Regions from separate parts of the Mus musculus genome. Here region 1 is linked to region 2. A link is a contact called in public Hi-C data. All regions are on one chromosome and are shown on one strand. The core of a region is the stretch at or near the end of the contact, and the rest is flanking DNA. Distances in the headings are between cores, read along the strand shown.

What was found. A called contact is a pair of places that touch in the nucleus more often than the background predicts.
Region 1: a Hi-C map of embryonic fibroblasts shows a contact between it and region 2, with 2.7 times the contacts expected there. The contact joins two enhancer-like sites. A contact is called at or near these places in 2 of 39 promoter capture datasets (the C10 cell line and cranial neural crest), 2 of 484 Hi-C or Micro-C datasets (CD4 T cells and embryonic fibroblasts) and 1 of 115 datasets of contacts at active chromatin or transcription factors (cardiomyocytes).

Annotation. Positions count from the first base shown.
Region 1 is chr12:15,928,706-15,932,015 of GRCm38.p6, forward strand. No RefSeq gene overlaps it. Among named protein-coding and RNA genes, the nearest start is that of Gm46335, 34 kb to the left of the region's middle. Within about 2 kb of position 1,651, at least 9 of the 459 cell types and tissues checked have an H3K27ac peak or open chromatin away from gene starts, as enhancers often do.
Region 2 is chr12:16,169,064-16,172,325 of GRCm38.p6, forward strand. No RefSeq gene overlaps it. Among named protein-coding and RNA genes, the nearest start is that of Gm48606, 62 kb to the right of the region's middle. Within about 2 kb of position 1,333, at least 43 of the 459 cell types and tissues checked have an H3K27ac peak or open chromatin away from gene starts, as enhancers often do.

The DNA of each region.
Region 1 (3,310 bases), core at 401-2,900, 240 kb before region 2:
AGCCCATACCCTCCCCACAGTCTATACAACTAGATAGTAACCATTACTGCCTCAGAATCTGACTCATTTGAACACAGCTTTCCTGCAGATGCAATTAGTTGAGATATAGTCACCATGGTTGATCACTGTCTGGCATGCTTGGAATCTTTATCCCAAGATAAAATATAGACAGATGTAGAATGCATGTAAAGATAAAAGCAGACTGGGCAAATGTTCTATAAGCCAAAGAATGCCAAAGATGGACAGCAAGCCAGCAGGAGCTAGAATATCACAGGACAGATTTTCCCCCCTTTACAGTCCTATACAAGCAGCTAACCTCATTGAAAACTTGGTGCTAGACTTTAGACTTCTAGAACGGTGAGATGATATTCTTTAGATATCAGCTCCAGCCCTTTATGAAGCCCTGCAAACTGGCATGTCATCTGTGTACATTTAAGGTCTCTTTGATCAGAGAGTTTCAGAAAAGACGGAGGAGCAGTGAGAAAAGAACCAGCACTGGTTGGATACCTACTATGTTCCCAGTCCCCTGTGAAGTAAGATAAGAAGAGTCCGTGACAACTTAAGAGCCAGGAGAGGTTTTCCTGCTGATTAAACAAACTCTATCTAATTACAGATGAGTCAACTTAAGGGAAGGTCATAGCTAGAAAAGGAGTCATGCACAATCAGACAGACAGGCAAAAGGAAAGGGAACCATTTCTAAGTGTAGTATATGTTTTCAGTGGAGGAGAAATTACTTCTTCTTGGGGTTAGAAAGTTTGTCTAAAGAATGCATAAGTTCATGCACAGACTGTCACTGACTGGGTGACTTAGACACAAGATGTCTATTTTCTTACAGTTCTGGAGGGCAGAAGTGCAAGGGGGAGGAGCCAGGGGCTTGCTTTCACCTGACATTTCTCCATAGCTGTTTCATCAGAGCTCTCCATGGCCATTCTCCTGTGAACACACATGCCTGGTATTGCCTTGTGTTCTGAGCTTTCTTCTATGTGTCTACAATTTCTTTCCTTAAAAGAACATCAATCCTGGGATTGGATCCAACAAGAATGACTTCATTTTTCTCTCAATTGCCTCTTAAAAGGTCCCGTCTCCAACTACACTCACAGTCTGGGACACTGGAGATTAGGGCATCAGGAAGTCTTTTGTAATACTCAATTCAACCTCTACACAAGGGGACCAGGACAGACTCCAGGAAAAGAGGTAAGTGGTCTTTATAGGGGAGACAAGGTTGAAAGGTATGTACTGTGTCAAAGAGCAGTAACTGCCCAAATGGCCCTACCATAGACACTCTGCCATTATCTACCATTGACAGATTTAATCTATCTGCTTGCCTGACTTTCTGTAAACTGATAGAGTTCCATCTCCAGGCTAAGTGTATGAATGTACCTGAGAGCTTTAGGCTTTGCTGGTGTGTGTGTGTGTGTGTGTGTGTGTGTGTGTGTGTGTGTGTGTGTGCCTGATGTGTGTGTGATATGTGTGTGGTGCCTGATGTGTGTAGACAGTAGGTATTCAAGAGTTTCTACCCTCACCGTTTAGAACCTACTGGAGCAACTTTTCATTAAAGGCAAACAGTTTTCTTCAAACTACTTAGATGAATAAGAAGGAAAGTAAAACAGGTGCTTTCTGTGTCACCAAAGGTAAGAAACACACAGGAAGGAAAAGTAACGATCAAAGCTATTCACAGGGACTACCGAGAAGGTGATCATTTCTCATCACTTGATCCAAAGACTAGGGTGATTGAACATGAGATTATCAACCTTAAAAGTAGATCTAAGGATTTTTCACCTGTAAGATAGGCATAACAATGCTAATCAAGACCCTTATCTCATGTGGTACATAGGAACATTGGGTCAGGACAGCAATGTCACCCAATCAAAGTTAGCTTCCCCCTGTCTACTCAAAGCATTATAGCTGGTCATGAAGTGGTCACAAATGTGTAGCCAAGGAATAAATTATCAGTGTCCTTTAGAGCTTATACATGCAAAGATATAAACTGTAGTTTTATTCACCATAGTTAAAAGCATAGAGCTGGGCACTGGGTGACAGCAGAGGCAAGAACCAGTACAAACCAGATGCTTTTGGCTTTGGATTCTTCACAAAATTAGTTTTTAAAAGGTTTTACAGGAGAAATACGAGTCAGGAAATCAAAGAAAAACAACTCTGGAGATCCTTCCACCTCCTCTTGGGTAACCATAAACAGCCACCCAGGCCATGGGGACAAATTACATGTATCTTGGACACTGGCTAAAGTCAGGCATGGGACAACTCTGACCAGGACATAACTGACTGATTCTGGGCTGACACTCTCCATCATACACTGGCCAGAAGTAACCAAAAAGCCAGGAGGAAGCAGCACTCCCCACCACAAGCAGCACACACAAGTTTTATACATACATGTGTGCCCTTTGGGTTTGTGAAGTAAGGTTCATTGTAATGGCCCTCGGCCTAACTAGCTTGCTAGTACAAGAGAAGTTGATGTCATTTGGTGTGTCTTTAAAGAGAAATGTCAAAGTCACCAGAAAGCTATAACTGGTGTCGTTGGACTTTGCACAGGATAGTGGCTGGAAAGATTTCAGGAGCTAATTATGGAAAATAGGAATGGTAAAAGATCACCCACAATTCCTTCCTACAGCTCTGAGAGGAGATTGGCTTACCTAATTTCACACAAAGAACTTGAACCTGGGCTGAGATTCTCCTGGTCTCCAATGTCTACCTCAGTGATTTCTCAGCATGTTCCAGGTTCCATATTTTCCCTCTTCACCTTGACTCAGTAGGTCCCCTACCTAGGTGGCCTCTCCTCTGCTATGTTTCTATGCTACCGTAACCTCTATCTAGTTCTAACAGTCACAGAACTATTTTCCGAGCTTGCACTTACTCCCAATTGATAAAGATTAGGTTTTCTCCCTCTCCAGGTTTAGTGTTCGTGGTCCCACAACTATGGCCCTACCCAACTGGAAGGCAAAGATTGAAGGGCTAGGGTCTAGCATGCAGCAACTGGCACACAATGAGTTCAGTGGCTGGTGGCTCCTTAGTGTTGGTGTAGATTCTGGGAGTAAAGGACCAAGTGGAGGGCCACTTGCCAGAGATCCTTTTGGACCTTAGGATTGTCCTGGTCGGCAAAAATTTGTGAGGTCATCGTACTTCCAAAGGAAATGAATTCTTCTTCAACATTAATACAAAGCAATTCACAGAGCCCAGCATATGATTCTCCTTAAGATCTGAAAGTTGTTTTCCATGGGGGGATGCTGGTCTCCTGTGATCTTCCAGGGGAAGTCAGTTCCCTGTGTAGGCTTCCTTTATCCACTGTGGCTGTTTT
Region 2 (3,262 bases), core at 83-2,582:
TCAATAAGAGGAAATGAATGAATGAATGAATGAATGAATGAATGAATGACTCTCTGACTTTAATTATTATAGGAAAATAGGTCCAACGCAAGCACACATCAGCTCCAAGTCATGGGAGGAAGATTAGACGGTAGGTAAAGGATTAAGAGCAGATTTAATCTTCTTATAGCCTAAGGGTGGCTTTGCACTCTGGGATCACAGTAAGCAGGCATCACCCAAGCCTGTACCTTCCTGATAGTTCTTGCTCCGGCTCTGAGCCTGCTCCTCCATGCACTGTGGGTGGCTGGAGCTAAGTGGGAACTTGCCAGTTTTGTGTAAGAGGATATGGCTGTGTGCAGGTATCTCAAAAGTGCTGGCCCATTCTGCTTCATTTTCAACTCACAGCTCCTCGTTGGTCCCTCCAGTTTCACATGTACAGTTGTTCACCTTTAGAGGCCATCTTCTCTGTAAAGGAACATGCTCCAACAATCCTAATGACACATTAAGCCCTGAGTGCTTGTCAAGTTCAAGGTGTTTACTATTGCTGCTGCTGCTGCTGGTGTTTGCTTGCTTTCTTGTTTTGAGAAAGGGTGTCATATACACCAGACTGGTCTTGAACTTGCTGTGTCTGAGAATCCAGTCCTCCTGCCTTTATCTCTGAAGTCGTGGGATAATGAGAATGAACTCTTTTGCTCTGTTTATGTGTTTTTGAAAATTGAACCCAGAACTTTGCCCATACCAAGCAAACATTCTGCCAACTGAGGAATGTCCTCTCCTCTCATTGTGGTATTTTAATGTTTATTTCTTGGAAAAAAAAGATTCTCTTCACCGTGGTTATTTAAAACTTCTCCTGCTTACGTTACTCAGGTCTCCTCCAACATCAACAAATAAAGGCACAGGACTGACAGAGATACTGTGTCTTTTAGGACAGATTCCAGGACCATCCTGCCATCCAAGGTTTCCCCGTGTCAGAAAGATAGAGTTCAACTTCTCTTATGTAAGCAAAGTAGAATTCTAGTCTGTGATAGGCTACGTCTATACTGAAACCAGTGGTCCATAGAGTCTGTAAGTCTGTAAGTACTGTGTACCCTCCCATTCCTCAGGTCCAGAGAGGCAACACTAAGAAATATTTGTTTCCTTAATACCACTGAACATCTTTCTTCCACATGATGTCACATCCTGTTCTATATTACATCACATCCTGTATGTATATGCATGTTTCCCACACTAACTTCATTCCTGCTCTTGAATGAATAATAGCTTGATTTGACTTGTGTGTCTAATTGCTTCCTTTGAATCACTAAGGAAACCGAAGCACAGAGATGTCATAAGACAAACACGAAACCACAAAGGTCAGACTGCTTGTCACTAACCAACCCCAACCAGCTCTATTGCAAAGGCTTAAGAGTTACTCTACACTGATCTCGGGAAGGTAGAAGGGCAGGGCTGGTTCCTAGTAACCAGCTCCTGCAGCCTGGGAGGTATTTTGGTTCCATCTTTATCAATAAATCAGATAGGATCTGAGGTGATGTTTATATGTCCTTACAAGTCAGACTGATTTGGCAGAGACAGGAGAAGGAGTATGGGAAAACTATCATTGCATGGGAAATTCAGTAAAGGGGTAGATATGTCTCTCTGTCTAGTGTTTTCTGAGGCTCATGTCCAACTCCAGTGTTCCAGCTAAGTGCCTATGTTCATTTGGCTCAATTCTTTTTTTTTTCTTTCCATCTGCAAAAGGTGAATAAAGATTCTCACTCACTTTTCAAACTTGTTGGAGAAATTCTGAATAAGGTGAGGAAAATGAACAGTGTTCTCCAGACCCAAACAAAATAACAGTGCAAACTACAGGGTTCTGCCCCACCCACTCACTGATGACTTTGTAACAAACAAATCTGCAAAGTGTGTATGCATCACCACCCCCAATTTATGAACACATAAACTGACTTTCTCAGAGCTTGTGTGATCTAAGCATGGTGTCATGGCCAGCGCCTAATGCAAGAATTAAAATTCAGGGTACGGGTGCATAGCTTAGGATCCCCATGTTAGAACCATGCTTATGTCAATAGGTCTTCTCCTAATGGCATCTAGGAATCATTGTGGTTTCAAAGGAAGAACGGACACTACAGAAAGGCTCTAGAATTAAAGAAAAGTGTTCAGGGGTCCCTACTCTTGTTCTCTACTGATGGGTCACCAGCAAGGCTTGCCACCTCCCTACACTCACTCCTGATCCCTCTGCCACCAAAGCCACCTGGAACAACACACAAATGAAAGGTGTGAATTCCTGTTGCTAAGCCAATGGGCACTGCTGGAGTCATCCAAACAAATGTGCTGTCCTCTGTCTGGGAATCCTTTCTGGCTTGTGTCTTCCCACCTTCCTCATACTTCTTGAATATAGCTCAGGCATCTCTGCTTCTTCACATATGATTCTTGTACCACCTATGTTTGCACTTAGCACAGCACTCTCCTGTTACAAGCCATTTATTTTTGTTTTCCCCCCCTCTATGGAGACTGCTTCACACTCCTAATTACATGTGCAGTGCCCATGTAAAAGCAAGGCCCAAGCCAACCTTTTTCTGGAATAGGTTAACAGGTGTGTAAACTTATATACCCTGCACAACCTCATGATTTCACAGCCATTCCATCCCTGGGTCTTTTATCACATCAGAGTTCAGCAGGTCAAGATGTTTTGTAACTTCTAGATCCCAAAAGCTGTGGGAACTGCCTGAGTTCATATCGCCCAGTGACTCATGTTTACCCTAAGTTTCACTTTGAATTTCAGGTTCAAAGAAAAAAAACAGTGTTTCCTGGATACCTTAGACCTCAATGAAGATTCAATTACGCACATTTGGGTCATTCCTTCTTTTTTCTAAAGCTTTTCTCAATCTGCCTGCCTTTCTCAAGCCCGACATCTACAGTGGCGTCTCATGGGCTGTAGTCAGTTCTGTAGATAACAAAACAACCTCCCAGCTCCCTGACAGCTTCTCACTCTCCGTCCCCACTGATGACGCTTTGCAAAGCTCATTTTAAACTATTTCAGAAAGACATAGGCAAACAAGGAGAAATCCATTAAGGCTTCCCTCTTCTTTTTTTTTAAAGCTATTTCATCAATTGTACATTTTCTACCAAAAAATCTTGGTATAATGGCAGCTTCTCATTTATTCAACAGATATCCACAGAGTGTCAAAATACCATGGGCATTGTTATGAGGACTGAAGTCAAAAATAAAGGAAATTCAGACCTTGCCTTTGGTAAATAAACTGCAACAAAGAGGTTTAACAGACAC